Linked DNA regions of Rattus norvegicus: region 2 is linked to region 1. A link is a contact called in public Hi-C data. All regions are on one chromosome and are shown on one strand. The core of a region is the stretch at or near the end of the contact, and the rest is flanking DNA. Distances in the headings are between cores, read along the strand shown. Region 1 has its middle 69 kb from the start of Svil. Region 2 has its middle 91 kb from the start of Jcad.

The links. A called contact is a pair of places that touch in the nucleus more often than the background predicts.
Region 2: a contact with region 1 is called in a Hi-C map of psoas muscle, with 2.4 times the contacts expected there. The contact joins two enhancer-like sites. A contact is called at or near these places in 2 of 12 Hi-C or Micro-C datasets (frontal cortex and psoas muscle) and 1 of 1 datasets of contacts at active chromatin or transcription factors (oligodendrocytes).

Annotation. Positions count from the first base shown.
Region 1 is chr17:57,530,138-57,533,756 of GRCr8, forward strand. It overlaps a transcript of Svil not described here. Among named protein-coding and RNA genes, the nearest start is that of Svil, 69 kb to the left of the region's middle. Within about 2 kb of position 1,929, at least 5 of the 93 cell types and tissues checked have an H3K27ac peak or open chromatin away from gene starts, as enhancers often do.
Region 2 is chr17:57,733,438-57,737,056 of GRCr8, forward strand. No RefSeq gene overlaps it. Among named protein-coding and RNA genes, the nearest start is that of Jcad, 91 kb to the right of the region's middle. Within about 2 kb of position 1,629, at least 28 of the 93 cell types and tissues checked have an H3K27ac peak or open chromatin away from gene starts, as enhancers often do.

The sequences.
Region 1 (3,619 bases), core at 679-3,178:
CAGTCCGAGGACATGTGTAATTACAGACCTAGTCAGACAGATCCCCATGGTGTGTCCCTTACACAGCAGGGAGGGGCTCATTAGATCACCAACTGAACATTCTTTATGCAATGGCTCCAGACTCACATTGTCCTTCACCACAAACAGCTATGGGGGAGGGGGCCAAAGTGGGACAAGGACACACAAGAGTACACTGACATTGTGATCTTGGATCTGAGTTCAAACCAAGATTGTCTTCTTGTCATCTCTTCACAGCCACCCAGCCATAGAGGCTGGTGCTGAGAGAGAGAGAGAGAGAGAGAGAGAGAGAGAGAGAGAGAGAGAGAACGCATGCATGCTCAAGTCAGGCCTCAGGCTGCAGCATCCCAGTTAGCATTCTCTCTGACTGATACTCTTAGAATGAGCCTCCATCGCAGGAACTATGCTGCTTCTGTACAGGAACTCTGACTAGAAGCTCCATGAAGACAGGATTCACACTGTTGCATTCTCAGCACCAGGAAGTACAAGAAGACACACACACACACACACACACACACACACACACACGCACGCACGCACACACACACACACACACACGCACACACACACACACACGCATGCACGCATGCACACACAGGCACACACGCACACACACACACACGCATGCACGCATGCACACACAGGCACACACGCACACAGGCACACAGGCACACACACACACACACACACACACACACACACAAGTGCAAGGGGACACAGGCATAGATGCATTTACCACGGGCCAATAGACTGAATGATCAGTCTGCTTGACTCCTCTCACATCTTCTAAAACAAAGATTCCTTGGTCTGGGTGTGGTAGACTCTACACTGAAACACGACCTCTTGCTCTGGCATTGTCTACAGCATCCCATATCTAAGAGTAAGAAACTTGTACTGTATTTAAATTTAAAATGTTAAGGAATCAAACCCAATTTGGAGTTGAAAGCAGGAGGATTTCCAAGTAAGTAGTGTGCACTTAAAACACAACACATACACAATTTCAGAAAGAGGAGTTACTGGACAGTGCAAAGTATCAGCAGTACGTAACCACAAGGCAGGGCAAGGACATCCAACAGCCTGGGGCTCCATTCCCAAGACACCTTCATCAGGATCAGTATGATAAGGGATAGATTCACCTCGGCATAGGATCCCGCCCTCACCGTCAGAGCTCAGAAATGACCAGCAAGCCTATCAAAGGAAAAGCCCCAGGACAGCTATGCAAGGCCAATCTTCTGAGCCTTCCACACAGCCCACACAGCCAAGGAAGCACAAACTGCCTCCGAAGATCCTCCAGCAACATAACCTGAAAAAGGGTGGGGGCAGGAACACATTCATTCCGCTCTTCACGTACAATTTTCATTTTCGAAAAGGAAGGGTTATCCAAAACAAGCATACATTTCAATTGCTCTCAGGTGGAAGGAAAGCCAAAATAAATTTCAAACAATCTTCCTCAGAGTTCAAGCCTTTAGATGACCGACCTGACCAGTTTCATAACTGGTATTTCCAAACTTCAATTCCAAAGAACCTTTTTCTAAAGGCAAAAGTTACCTGGAAACAAAACCTTGGGTGTTGTACTCAACATAACCACCAGGCTAGAGTGAAGAGACAGCCAAAGAGAACTAGCTCGGGACAAAGGGGTAAGTTTGCAAATCATTGAAAGGACAAAGAGGAACGAATTAAGAGGCACAGACCAAAGCAGGGAAGGATGAAGCCAGAACAAAGAAACCTGGAAGACATGAGACCCTGCACTGGAAAACCAGGAGAAGCTGGAGACAAGGGGCAGGGAAGCCCAGAGGAGGATGCTGGGGTCAGGGTGATGGGAACTTACCCCAACGCAGAGCAGGCAGGACAGTGGGGGATGCAATTAAACACCAATGACAGGTGGCATAAGGGCATCCCAGGCAAGGCTTCCCTAAGACACTTGAAACCCCCAGCTGCCAGGAGGTGGCCAGTCAGGTGACAGCCGCAGATCAGAACAGGACAGACAGAATGTCGTTGGGAAAACAGAGGTCCATCCAGGGAATGAGGAAAGCAACCCAAGGCTGAGGGTGAGAAGCAAAGGTTTTAAAGTGAGTGGAAAACAGTATTGAGTTAATGGGGTCCCTCTGCAGCTGTCCCTCAAAGTTTGTCGCATTCTGCCTACAGGGAAAGAAATGGGTGTTCTTTCTAACCCCTGAGCAGCATGAGATAGAGGAGGGTGTGTGTGTGTATGTGTGCGTGTGTGTGCGTGTGTGTATACGTGTGTGTGCATGTGTGAGTGTGTGTACACGTGTGCGCGCGTGTGTGTGCACGCACGCACGTGTGTGTGTGTGTGTGTGTGAGTGTGCAGCTAGTGAGTGCTCTTGACTACTGAGCCATCTCTCGAGCACAGGCCAGGCTTGTTTTGCCCTTCCACCATCAGAAAATCTGCAGCATAAAAACCAGTGAACAGAAATAAACCATGTGATGCTATAAATGTGGTGTTGGGTGTTGGACTGGCCAAGAAAGGAAAATGGTCCCGTAGCCATTATGGGTCTGTGTGCATGCAAGCATGCATGTGGCACATGTAACAGAGAATCATAGTTGTGGATTGTTGTTGCTGTTAACAGACAAATCTTAGAGAGATAAGGCAGAGAGAACAATATTCTACCCCAGGAAGGCATCTGGGAAAGGCTACTGTACCCAGGATCAGCACAAGAAGGTTCAGAAGATGACACCTGATTACAGTTCTCCTAAGGAGTTGATCCTTCCAACCCCCGGCTAGGGAGGGGCTGAATTTGGAGTCAGATTCTTGTGGTCCTAGCCTAGGTGGTTATCCAAGGCAGAAGCCTCCGTTTCTTCTGTGAAGGGAGACCTGTTCTCATCGGCCCTGAAGACCAGGTTGGGCACCCTTGACAGCCTCAAGAAAAAAAAGACAAAAAAAAAAAAAAACCAAACTAAAAATGAAGGCAGTGTGAAGACCCATGGCCTCTGTGGAAACAGATTAAATGCAAGGTGTATGACTTGGTTAGGGAGGCCATGGAGGGACCAGAGAAGCTGAAAAGCTGAAAACCGCAGCATCCAGCTCGGTGACGATAGACAAGAGCCTCTAGGACTAAGACTTAGGGCTTAGAGCATATCCATTTTATGACTTCTCACAGAGGGGATTCAGGCCAACTGAAGTCCAACAGAGAGCTGTGATTTATGCTGTGGCCATTGATGTTCATTAACTCACAGCTTGCATTAGTGAAGATGTACGTTTCTGGGCAAGTGCTGGCAGGCATTAGGGCTGGTGACAAGTATTTCCCCAGTAATAACAGATGTTCCCTTCTTAGTACAGGCTTTCTCTTTCAAAATATAATAGGTCTACCAATCCTTTGAGAACTACATACAATGTATGTATATTCCCTTACCACAAGGTCTCCCTCCAAGGAGAGTTCTCAACCTGAGGACTTCTACCCCTTGGGGGTCCCCTATCAGAGATACTGCATATCAGGTACCTGTGTTCTGATTAATGAGGGTAGCAAAATGACAGATATTAAGTAGCGAAGGAAATAATTTTATGGTTGGGGTCACCACAACATGACGAACTGTTTTAAAGGGTTGCAGCATTAGGAAAGTTGAGAGCCACTGCCCTAGGCCA
Region 2 (3,619 bases), core at 379-2,878, 200 kb after region 1:
ATAAGTGAGTGGAGATTGCTAAGGATGGACCCACGGCATCCTCTGTGCACACTAAGGGTTCTGTCACTGAGTCAGATGTCTTCCACTTGCTTTGCTGTTTGCTCTAAGGGTTCTGTCACTGAGTCAGATGTCTTCCACTTGCTTTGCTGTTTGCTCTAAGGTTCTGTCATTTGAAGGACAGACTACTGTCTCCTGCACCTTTACCCTTTTGTAGATGGCTGATGACCCTTGTTCTTGATTCTCAGTGGCCTTTATCTTCTGCTCACCAAGCCAATGGCTTCAGCAGAGAGAGAGCCCCGTGTCCTCCCCCAGGGCCCAAGGCTCCCACAGCCTTCTGCCTGACTGTTGTCATAATATCCACAATGTATGCATTCACTTATCTTTTTCTCTGAAAGAAAAAAAAAAACCTGTGCTTTCCTCAAGGGCATGGTCCACATCTCTAGTTTTGGCACCTAATGTACCATATGCCAAATACACAGATTAGAGTGTTTATTTTAGAAATGCATGGAAAAGTTGATGGGACACCCCCTCTATTATGACTAGCTTTAAGCATTAATGTGGAATCATGTGGAAAGAGATTCTCAAGGGGGATTGCCTACATTGGGTTGGTGTGTGGGTATGCCTGTGGGGAAAGTGTCTTCAGTTAACTGAAATGGCATGTCCCAGTCTACTGTGGGCATTGCCAAATTCCCTAGGCAAGGGCTGACTACCTAAGAGTAGAGAAATTAAACTAGCACAAGCAAGCAAGTGAACGTGCATGCATCCATTTCTCTCTGGATGTGACATCACTGGCTGTTCGATGTCCTCACCTTGACCTTCTCACCATGATGGACTGTGACCTGGAATTGTCAACTGAAATAAATCTCACTCTCCCCTAAGTTGAGCTTTTTTTCAGAGTATTTTGTCACAGCAACAGAAATGAAATTAGAACACTGTCCCGTTATTTTTATTTTGGCAACTTTACTTCAAGGAAAGTATAAATTGAAATCTAAAACAGCACAGTATTGTGAGTTCTACTACTTTCTCTAGATACCACGGGGGTCTCTCTTTTTCTGGGATGTCCATAAGAAGTTTGTATAAATTAAGGATGGATGAGGAACTGTATTGTCAATATGGGGTGAGGAGGAGCAGTGGGGGGTGGAGTAGGGTGTGAGGGAGAAACAACTGGGAGACAGCAGTCCCTTGCCCAGGAGTCTCTGTGATTATCAAGTTTCCAAGGAGAATGACTCTGGACATTCTGGGTGTAGTCTCTAGAATAGGAATGGCCTCTGTTTATGCCCACTGCTGGATGAAAGGCTGGGTTGGCACAGGACAGAATGTTCCAGCACAGGATATCTATGTGAGAGCACTGGCTATGAAAGGAAGGGAGTGTCCTTCGTGGGCATGAACTTGGTTCTTAACTACAACACTAGATAGAAGGCCAAGGGTACACCATCTTATTCACTCTGAGATTCAGTGTCTCTAGCGTCCATTGTGGAAGACATAAGGGTTTTCCTCCCTAAGCTACCTACAAAGGTCTGAGTTAGGCTGAGGCAAGGCAAGGCAAATTGGCCAGGCACAGGAGCTGAGCTGGTTTGTGATGTAAGTTTCCCTGCCAATGGGAGCCAGCTGTCATCTTGCCATTCATGCCCAGGAGGCATTCAGCATGATTCACCAGGCCTGCCAGGGACCAACACTGGAGCCTGCACTTTGCAAGGCTTTTTATGGGCTCCTTCCCTTCACAATTTCTCTTCAGCAGCTGCAGCCTGAGCAGAATCAAAGCCACTGTTTGTGCTGGGTTTGCCCCTGGAAAGCCCCCTTGGCTCCCATTGTCCTTTCAGCCTCTGTATTCTGTGGCCTTGATGAGGTTTATAAGCACTGCCTGTCAGAAACCCAAGGTCAGCCAGGATTTGTGAAACTCGTCACTTCTCATGACTGTGATAGCCTGCCTGCCTGCTAGGTGGAGGCAATAGGCATCCTGTCAGACCAACCTGCTGCTCAGAGTTATTCTCAGGTAAGGTGAATAAAACAGGACTTCCCTTGGTTTAGTACTGAAAGAATCATTCAGGGGAACCTTTATTTTTAGGAAAAAAAACAATACAAAATAAAGACAAACAAACAAAAGACAGCTTATGATGTCTACAGATGCCGACCTTCATCTCAGGTCTGATGACCCGAGTTCAATCTCCAGGACCCAAGTAAAATCAGAGAATCTATTCCACAAAGTTGTTCTTTGGTCTCTACCTACATGCCCATACATGCATATCCCATACACACAGTAACAATAGAGAAGTCAAATCAGACTGTCTTTTAAAAAGTCCTGTTCTCCAAGCCTTGGGAGTGGTGTCTACTCCCTTTCCAAACCTACCTGTCCGGGTATTTGTACTTACCTCATCCTAAGCACAGTAGCTCAATGCAATGCATAACCTTTTCCAATTGCTGCTACATGCTTTTATGCTCACCGCATGTCTCTCTTTGGACAAGTCCCTATAAGTATTTATTGTGTCCATGTTTCTCTTGCCCCATCATTTTGATGCCACTTGTAAAACGGGACTCCTCCTGAACCTCTATAAGAGATTTTTGCAAATTCTCTCAGACACAGACCTGGCCAAGAAGCTTGGCTGTCATAAAATTTACCTGATTTAGAACATAGAGAAATAGCACTTGTCAAAAGCAATGCTCATCCTGAGTGGAGGAGATCTCAAAGGTGCATGAAGAATGTGTGTGCCTGTGTTTAAATTAGGCTCTACCTCTGAACCTTGGAGCTTGCTTGACAACCACAGTGCAAAGTTGAGTGTCAGCCAGATGTTACCCTGAATCATTACCATGGGGGCTTTCTCTCCAGTCAAGAGATAGCTTGCTATGCCTGAAAGTTCTAAGCATAGAAGCCACTGTAGGTGACTTGGCTAAGCCAAACAGAGCTGGTCTTAAGCAGGCCCTGTGAAGACAGTGTGGTGGTAACTGCTGTCTCTGGACTAGTTTTGACAGGGTATGAGAAACATGAATTCCACAAACCACTATGAGACCCAAAGATGCTGAATTTGAACTTCACAGAGTCTGTTGATAATTCGTTGTGCTTGATTGTTCTGATTCCCAGTCTAAGAGGCGCTCGTTTCCAGGCTCACTGACTTCTGCCATGGGTACTTACAGAGGGGCTTCAGTTACTTCTGGCTGAAGAATTTGGACATTGCTCATTTAGTGGGATTTATGGCCAAAGGGCGGAATCCCAGGACCAATCACTTAGAAAATGTCTCCAAAGCCGGTTTGCTGAGGCCGCTCTTCTTTCCCGTTATGTGTGCAGACATTCGCTTCCTGCCTCAGAACAAATTCAAATAAGGAATCAAAGAAAACAAAACAATGTGGACTGTGGCCACAATTTCCTTATCTGAATGGTCCAAATGGTCCAAGGGAAAACTGATACTTACTTGACTGATTTCTCTTCCTACCCCACCAGATTATGATTCATTGGGAAAATGTTCCTTGTAGTCTTAGAGTCTTTCCAAGCACTGGCTATGCCGAAGGGACCTCAGGAGCCTCAGCCAAGTCTTGAAATGATACAGGATAAATCAAGGGCAAAAAAGCTTTCATTTTGAAGACTGGGACTTGAACCCCACCCAGGCTTGAGCAGAGGGCAGAACCT